Regions from separate parts of the Sus scrofa genome. Here region 2 is linked to region 1. The links are chromatin contacts, called in public Hi-C maps. All regions are on one chromosome and are shown on one strand. Each heading gives the region's core, a stretch centred on a gene start, on an enhancer-like site or on the middle of the called end of the contact. The rest is flanking DNA. Distances are from core to core; before and after follow the strand shown.

Region 1 (4,588 bases), core at 1,035-3,534:
CCACTCTGCCACAGATTTAGAGTTCTGAATAATGAACTGTCCAATGTGCTTCTAAATTCTCAGAGCAGCTGTGGCTAAGAGTGTTCCTCACAGAGCAGACTCTCAGTTCATTACACAAGAGGCCAGGACTACTAGTGGCCCAATGCTTCCAGCCTGACACTACAATTAACTTAAGGGAATAATGTGCAGGGCCATTCACCTAACTTTTTGATTTTATTACTTTTAAGATATAAAAGTAATAAAACTTTTAAGATATACCTGATGGCCTAGGTATATTATTAAAAAAAAAATAAGAGCTATCTCTATATATACAAGGAACTATTCTCTTCCCTGAAATCTCTTCACAGGTGAGAGACTGAATATATTTTGAGTATATTCTGAATAAAATTAAAAACTCTACAAATTACATAAATAAGGACACCTTCCAAATTAACAAATTTTTATAATTTATAAAACTTATACCTGTACTTATACATATCAAAAATTACCATCATCCCAACATTAAATTATTTCTATATTTCTCCTATGGAGGTTGCTTAAAATAGTGGGAAGAATAAATTAGAAAAAAAATGAAGTTTTTGACTTCTGGGCGTACATTACTGCTGGGCATAAATAATGAAAGTATACTACAAGCACTAAATGTGAGCACCATGGAAGTCATTCCACCAAAACCAACAACAAAGTTTACTCAAGGGCTAAATAAAAGAAATCCCTCAATACAACCCAAAGAGCGTCAGAAAAACTCAGGAATAACTCATATATGAGTCCTCTAAATTACAAAAGACGTCTGAGATACCTAGGGGAAAAAAATGCATTGTACCATGATTAAAACTGTGAAAACTTTCAAAAGATATCTGAAAAAATAGCATCCCTAAAAGACATTAAATGCTAATATCTTGTATGTGTAATTTCTTAGGAAACAATAAGGCTATCACTGCTGACATATAAAGTCACCTAAGGAAATTAATGTATTCATTTCTCTAAAAACTTAATAGGTCAAGAAAATATAGATATATAGAAATGAAAAATATCATATATAGAAAGTTTGTAATGTCATTTTAAATAAAATATACACAAATTCCCAAATAGATAAAATATGCACAAACTGGTAAATTTAATCTGCTTCAATGTCTTTTGCTTTGAATAATAAACACCTTATATCTGACATTCTAATACTTTATGCATAAGGATATAACACTGAGACTTTATATGAAACTTATAATAGTGTTAGGATCTTTTTATTCTAATAAAAATAAGCCATGCAGCAATAAAATAGTACTTTAAGGCTCCTGGGCCTTCAATGATTAATTAAGGCAAGTTTTCTAGACTTGAAATACAAGTAAATACTAAGACAACAAGCAATATAAATGTCTACGTGGATTTAACATAGAAGGGAAAAATGCTCAAAAATAAAGAACATCTGAACTAACTAATAATTAATTTAACAATCTACTTGGGAGTTCCCTCTGTGGTGCAACAGATGAATGGCATCTCTGCAGCACCAGGACACAGGTTCGATCCTCAGCCCAGCACAGTGGGTTAAAGAGTCCGGCATTACCACAGCTGAGGCTCAGATATGATGCCTGGCCCAGGAAGCGCATATGCCGCAGGGCAAACAAAAAAGAAAAAAAGAAACAAACGATCTTCTTGGACATTCTGCTCCTTTAACCACTGTAATCAGAGACCACCACTGCTCAGAAAAGATGAAATATTATCCAAACAAATATGAAGAGTCTAACCGTCCACTGAATCATGTATGGAAGTTCATCATCAATCCTGACTTATACTACATATCTGAAGCAGAAAGAGAAGCTAAAAGTAAAGCTCTTTAAGCCTACTCTTAAAATACAAGAAAGTAAAATACGGCCTTTAGTACAAAGTAGAAAGAGTTAAAACTTTTCTCAGGTTAAAACGGTTACTTTTTTAAAATAAATGAGACACAGAAGAAAGGAAACAACTTTCTATAGACAACAATGAGTATAGAGTACTGTGCATTTGTTCTTTATACCCACATATAGGAGGCCATAGAAAAATCTCAGCTCCGCCTCTCCAGCTGCACTCCCATGAACAAGAAACTACAGGTCTACAGTTCTTGATCTACCCCACTTTCTGAGATCCTAATTGCAGCTGATTAGTTTTGGCATAAGACATCTCCTGTTTTGTCTTTTTTTTTTTTTTCCTTTTCTTTTTTTTGGCCATGCCTGCAGCACGTGAAAATTCCTGAGCCAGGGACAGAACCTGCCACAGCACCCCAAGCACATGGGTGACACAGCTGGATCTTTAACCCTCTGGGCCACCAAACGGCCTCCTGATTTGCTTTTCTTAGGCTGATCTAACAACATACAACCATATGTGATCATCCCCCTCAACTTAACCCATCTTTACCACATGCCCAAAAGATATAATTGAATTTTACTCACCTTTAACCGTCTAACCATCTCCTCTTTAGATATTTTATCTGAGATTTCTTTGACACCAGGAGGATAGGTAATTTTTCCATCATTGGTCCTTGTCTTTGAATGAGCCATGATGGAAATATTTTTACCCCTAAAACAAAAAATACTATTAGAAGCAAACCAAAAAATAAGTATTAACAACCATTCATAAAAAAACATGAAAAAGAATCACTCTCTACACACACACACAAATTTATAACTATTCCTAATTTACAGTAATTCACTTTTCTAGTTGATGAAAATCATTTTATTGAATATATCCCCAACTTTTTAAATTTTGTCTTTACTTTCATTTCCCTTATTGGCAAGCTAGAATATTTGCACTAACCTTCCAACTACAAAAACTGTAAGTGATAAATATATATATGTATTTATATGGGTGCTTTTTTTTTTTTAATAGCACCATGTATGACTTGGGCCAAAATCTAAGAGAATTCAGGAACCCAGAGAAGTAAATGGAGCATTATATCCATTTCACCTTGAGGGCATCTTGCCAACCCTGAAAAATCTAAAGTTAGTTTTGGTAATCTTACGGAAAAAGGAAGAAAAATTCCTATGAAGGTGGAATGTCAAATAAGAGACCCTTCTAATATTAACATAGAATCCTATCCCAAACCCGAGAAAGATAACACTTGCAAAGGAAAAGAGTTAAACAAAGGGTTAACATGTGTCCACGTCCCCATTACAATCCACAAGGGACAGCAGACAAGGCTGTCGTGGTACTAAGTAATAGCAGATACAAGAGAGGAACAGCTTATTAGTTTTGGCCCTAAGCCTACACATTTGCTGAGGTTCACATTGCCTAAGTAGTCCAGAGAACAGAAACTCACAAACTCAGTGACCTCCAACTAGGAGCACCCCAAGCGCCCAAAATAAGTAAATTCGAGTCCTCCTGAAGGAGAGCACCTTCATTCCACACCTCAAAGAATCCCTATATGATGTTTCTAGGGTAATAAGCATTATCAAGTCAAAAATAATCAAGCACCTAATGAAACAAGGCACTATAAGTAAGAACCAGCAGAAATCAGACCTGCATGAACAGACCCAGGAAGACTTCCAACATTACAATTACCAAACAGAATATAAAACCACCATACAGCTGGCCAACATGGATCTGAACTGCATGGGTCCACTTAGACGGAGAGCTTTTTCAGTAAGTACTACATTACTACACTGTTGTTGGTTGAATCTGCCAATACAGAACCATGAATACAGAGGGTCAGCTATAAAGTTAGGAGAGAAGCTGGAACCTGGGACTCTTTGCTTCAGTGCTTGCACCTGAACAAACGTCTTCTCAAGCCACAAAATACAAAGAAAGTATAAAGGACCAAAAATAACTCTGTGCATGCGTAGCTGGGGCAAATTATGGACAACAAGATACAAAAAGACTGAAAAAACTAACTCCTACTTTGAAAAACTGAGATCAAAAACAGGGTGTCGGGAACAAAAGCAGGGCACTATACATGCCCCCCTGCACACAACACCGCCAAAGGGGTAGGCAAACCCCTGATCCTGCCCCTACCTTCACTGCAGATAAGCAACCAGCACACCCTCCACCAGGAACAGGCAAATAAGAACCTGTTGTTTGTTTTTGTTCCTCCCTGCTGCAGCAGAGGCCCCAATAAAGCTTTGCCTGAACATCTTGCAAGGCCTTTTATTAAAGAGGCCGGGAGTCCTGGACAGTAACAGTTATACATGGGTTCTGAATTGTGATGGGGGTGGGAGGGGTTGTCAGCACTCCATACCTCTGTGCTGTTCAAGGGTCAAATGTATTTATAATTTTAAAGAAATAAAAGTGTCTAATAATATTTAAGGAATAAAAAACTATAAAATGTAAACTAGAAGATCTGAACAAAAAAGACGTTCTGAAAATGAAAAATTGTAACAGTTCCCCTTGTGGCTCAGTGGGTTACGAACCCGACTAGTATCCATGAGGATTCGGGTTCAATCCCTGGCCTCACTCAGTGGGTTAAGGATCTGGTGTAGCCGTGAGCTGCGGTGTAGGTCACAGGCGCAGCTCAGAACCCGATTCTCTGTGGCTATGGCACAGGTTGGCAGCTGCAGCTCCAATTTGACCCCTAGCCAGGGAACTTCCATATGCCACAGGTATGGAGGGAAAGGAGGGAGGGAGG
Region 2 (4,532 bases), core at 1,232-3,731, 830 kb before region 1:
TTTGTTCCTTTAATCACTTCAGTGACATTATTAAAATTGATTTTGACCCATAGAAACTTTACTGAATTATTATTGCAAAAACAGCATTTCTGTTGCCCGCACTGATCTTTAGATATATTAATTTACAAATCAAGGGTATTTTTTATAATAAGGTCAGTCATATCAGACCAAACATTCTAAACTTTCATATCAGTTTTAGGACTAATTTCAGCTATGAACATACAAACCTATCTAAAAAATTTGTATTTCAATTAGGCATAAGGATAAAATTTGCAGTGTGCCTGCACTTTATCCACTGTCAATAAGAGAAAAGGCCTGCAGGAAAGATTAGGTAAGCCATTTCTGCAAATGAGGTGACCATTTTTACAAATGAAAACACTGTGTACATTTGGCAACTGGCATGACAGGGTGGAGCGGGGTTGCTAGAAGATTCAGTGAAAGAAAATTTGAGAAGATACAAAGGACTAACTAATATCTATGTCCTTTTTGGGAAATTTTGGTGTCTACCAAAAAGCAAAATGAGAATGTTAGGTTGTAACAATTTTGCCCTTACTGGTCATTTCTGATTTACTGACTTTTAACAGTGAATGGGAAGGACAGAAATTACAGCAGGATAATTGAAATATTTAGTATAACTGTTACCACAGTACCCTCTCTCACACATACACAATGTGTTTATGGGCAGTAGTTGCTTTAATGTGTGACTATTCATTCACGTCGAACTTTCCTGGCTCTAGTGCTTAGTTTGTTACTTGCCCACAATGGATTTCTCCAGATTTAGTTATCACTTGTAATCAATTGCAAAGAGCATTATCTCCCTCCCACCCCGCTTTTTGAGGGCCACTCCCGCAGCATATGGAAGTTCCCAGGGTAGGGGTCAAATCGGATCGGAGCTGTAAGCCACAGCCACAACTACAGCAACCTAAGATCCCAGCCACCTCTGCGACCTACACCACAGCTCAGGGCAAGGCTGGATCCTTAACCCACTGGGCAAGGATACGAATCAAACCCCCGTTCTCATGCATTACTGACAAAGCAACCCTCAACTCTATAAATTATTCCAAGTGTGGTGCTACTACCCACAGCTTAAGTTATCACCAGAGAATTTATCAGAGTCGTGATTATTCAGCTCTACCCCCAGCCTTTCCCAGTTAAAATCTTTCAGGTTAAGGCCAATCTATTTTAACAAGTCTTCCAGGGACACCTGATGCATGCTCACGTTTGAGAATCGCTGCCGCAGGAGAATCGCCCAGTGAAGCAGTGCTTTCAGTAGGCGCTGAAGGCTACAGGAAACTTCCTTCACTAACTTCCACTTAAAATACTCAGTTAAGCCGCGTTCTGGTAAAGCCCTAAGAACAACCCATTGCTCACTACCAAACAATCAGGCCTCAAACTTCCAGGAAAATCGAGGTTCTTAAGCAAAAATTCATCAAGGAAGAATTTACATTGATTTTGCTAACTTAGGGGAAAGGTTTTCTTTTCCCCGTCCGTTATCTAAGAGAAATATGACACACGAACAAGTCTATATTTATCCGGAGTGTTTCTGAGGCTACCTTTCGGAAATTTCCTTGGCCTATTTTTTAAAAAGTTATCCATGAAATTCTCCCCTCCTTCAGGGGCTCCAAACACGTACGCTGTATGTTTAATCATCAAAGGGAAACAAAACCTCTTACAGCAGAAACCAATCTAAGACACAACACCTGTGCCATCTTCCCACCAAGCAAGAAATGGTGGAGCCCGGTCCCAAAAGACTAAGAAATCGACGCAGGGATGATTGAGAAGGACTCAAGAGCAAAGTATGAGGAGACAAAAAAAGACCTGCTTTTTTTCTGGGCTTAAAACTAGAGAAAGAACTCCGTTTCCGCTCCATCTCGGGTATTTTCAAGCTAACACATACAAGCAGCTACCAATTCAAAGTGCTGCAAAGTACCTCCTGCGCGGGAACTCGGCAGGGCGGAGCCTCTGGTCGCTCCCTTCCCGAGGGCGGGACAGAGCAGAACCGGGGCCGCGTTTTCTCTGGAAGGTTCCGAAAGGCGCGCGCCCCCTCCGCGGGCGGCGAGACACTCGGCACCAGATGGCGCTGCCGCACCGAGAGCCGGAGCCTGGGCGGCAGGAGAGAAGGGAAGAGGCGTCACCGGATCCTTTCTGTCGCCGGAAATGCGCGCTGCCGGCGGCCTCGGGTCCCGGATATTAAGATTTCTGGAGGGTTCCCGCGTGAGGGCGGGACTAGAACCGGAACCGAACAGCGACCGTCGGGCCTCGGGGCGGAAGCCCGGGGCGGCGCCAGCGGGGGGCTGGTTTCTGGTGCGCGCGCCTCGCTGGGGGCGCGAGGGGGCGGGACCTCGCTCGCACTTGCGCGTTTTGGGGACGTAGGCGCTGCCGGGACGTGCGTCTTTCTCCATCTTTGCACGTTTGTTGGCCCGGCAAGGCGGAAATGGTGGCGTAGTAGGTTTTTTGTGTTTTTTTTTTTTCCCCCCCTCCATCCCCTCCCGCCCACAGGGTTGGGGTTTCTGGCTGTGAGTGAGGTTTCTGGAAATCTCTGTGGAAAGTTAATGGTATGTGAGGTAAAAACGCGAGCTTTATTTTCCCCTTGAGTCTTAAGCGATCCAGATGCCTGCTGGGCGCGGTCCCAGTGCTGGGCTGGACCCAGCCTTTCCCTCTAAATCTCTTCCTGCACCGGCTTGATCCACCCAAAGTGTCGTTAAGCATCCGTCCTGAGGCAGTAGGAGTGTCACTCGTGAAAAGGAACGTGGGCAGATACATTCTTCACGTGGAACCTAAAAACGCTTTTTAATTATGTCAGGAAGCATGTCTTGGTTTTTTAGCAGTGCTTCTCAAGAACTCATGGAGTTCATCGGCTTTATCGTCACGTTTTTGTCAGTAACATTTTATGTTCTTTGTTTTATGGTGTCTTGGTCTTTATCAAATATTAATTACGGGAAGGCCGCTTGTGCAAACCGTTCGAAAGGAGAAGAATTCTCCATTTCCATTTTTACAAGACAGGGGCAAACCACTTTTAAAGGACGGATCTAGGAACTCGTGAGAGTGCCCTGGTTTGGTTTGGTTTTTAAATGCAGCATCGAAACGACCAAAGGTAGCAAAAATAAATTCTCTGTGAAGCCATACTAATCCAACTTTAATTTTAGACCAATTCTGAAAGTGTTAGCAGCAAGGTACCCAGTTCTCCCAAGAAATTTCTTGGTAGACACTTTTATCTTTGTATTTCAGAGTTCCTTCCAATCTGCGGCCTACGTAAAAACTTGAGTCCTTGTGAAAGCCAGATTGAAAGGAATAGAGATTTATTTAAAAGAGTTATACTGAGAGAAATGGGAAGATTGGGGAATAAAAGATTGTCTGGAGTAGCCACATAAAGACATTTTATAGTTTTTGGTTAAAACCCTTTGGTGGGTTTTGGTAACAGGTGTTGTGAAGAAAGCTACTGTCAGTGGAGGAGTCCCATGATGTACATTTATGTGAGAAACCAAAAAAAATTGGGCAGGATCATTGGGGACTGATCACAGTGTGTGAGCAGGAGGCTAGATGCAGGCGGCACATAATGGAAGACATTAGGAAACACATGAAAGCAAAGGTCAGAGCTAAAGGGGCAATGGATGTGGAAACACTGATTTGGAAACTGGGGAAAAACAGGTTTTAGACCTCAAACTGAATGTGTAGAATAAGGAATAAATTCTTCATTAGATGTTTTGTTTTGGGATATATTGCATTTAGCTGCTTATTTTAACTTTATGTTCCTGTCTTCCCTATATTTCATGTACAAACAACCTTAAATTGAAAGAAAGAGTGCTTAATTTTGCCACCATTATACTAGTAATTTACCCTAGCATAGTGCTTCCCAGTGTAAGGAATTATTTACTTAATTGAGTCTGTTTATGTATATTCACAAGTGGTGGCATTAAAGTTGCTTCTCTGCAAATACCTTCAACCCCTTTCCCTGACTTCTGTTACTTGCCTGGCAAAACCCGGGTCATTATTGAACTCATGATTCACAGAAAGTGCTTAGCTCACCAGCTTAACAGTCAGGTGAACAAATGGGATCTCACCCATATGGTCTCTCCCCCAGTCCACAAAGACTCTTTTCTGTAGTTACTCTGCCCTCTTTAAACCAGGTATTTTATTCCCTTTTGGAATCACCAACTTCTTCCTCAACCAATGACTTTGCCTCATCCTTTTTTGAGAAAAGAATCATGAGCCTAGTCAAGAATTAGCTCCTCTTCCCACCATGTAATTTACCTGCATCTCTACTCTTTTAATTGTCTTCCCTCTAGTTTAAACGGATGATGAGTCTTTCAATCAAATGACAACAGTTAGTATTATCTGTTTAGCCATTTGAATTGATACATGGTGATATTTAATTTTGGGGAAATATGTTCAAAGCTTTTGCCCATTTTAAAAATTGATTTTGTTTTCTTACAATTGAATTGCAGGCGTTACTTACATAATATGCCCACACCTTTTTTTCTTTATTGAAATATGATTGACATGGAAGATCTGAACATATTTATGTATACAAC

The links. Hi-C and Micro-C count contacts between places; a contact is called where the count stands out from the background.
Region 2: a contact with region 1 is called in a Hi-C map of fetal liver, with 1.6 times the contacts expected there. The contact joins the promoter of LOC106507939 here to the enhancer-like site in region 1. A contact is called at or near these places in 2 of 5 promoter capture datasets (fetal skeletal muscle and liver) and 2 of 47 Hi-C or Micro-C datasets (embryonic fibroblasts and fetal liver).

The regions. Positions count from the first base shown.
Region 1 is chr11:9,084,352-9,088,939 of Sscrofa11.1, reverse strand. PDS5B (sister chromatid cohesion protein PDS5 homolog B) reads right to left here. Exons shown (of 35, transcript XM_021065557.1): 2 at 2,421-2,547. The coding sequence starts at 2,528. Among named protein-coding and RNA genes, the nearest start is that of PDS5B, 72 kb to the right of the region's middle. Within about 2 kb of position 2,284, at least 3 of the 83 cell types and tissues checked have an H3K27ac peak or open chromatin away from gene starts, as enhancers often do. A contact at or near this core is called in fetal liver, where this site is marked.
Region 2 is chr11:9,910,721-9,915,252 of Sscrofa11.1, reverse strand. It overlaps LOC106507939, which reads right to left and starts at 2,481. Exons shown (of 4, transcript XM_021065188.1): 1 at 1,931-2,481. The coding sequence starts at 2,402. The region is part of intron 1 of LOC110255744 (a long non-coding RNA gene); the gene reads left to right.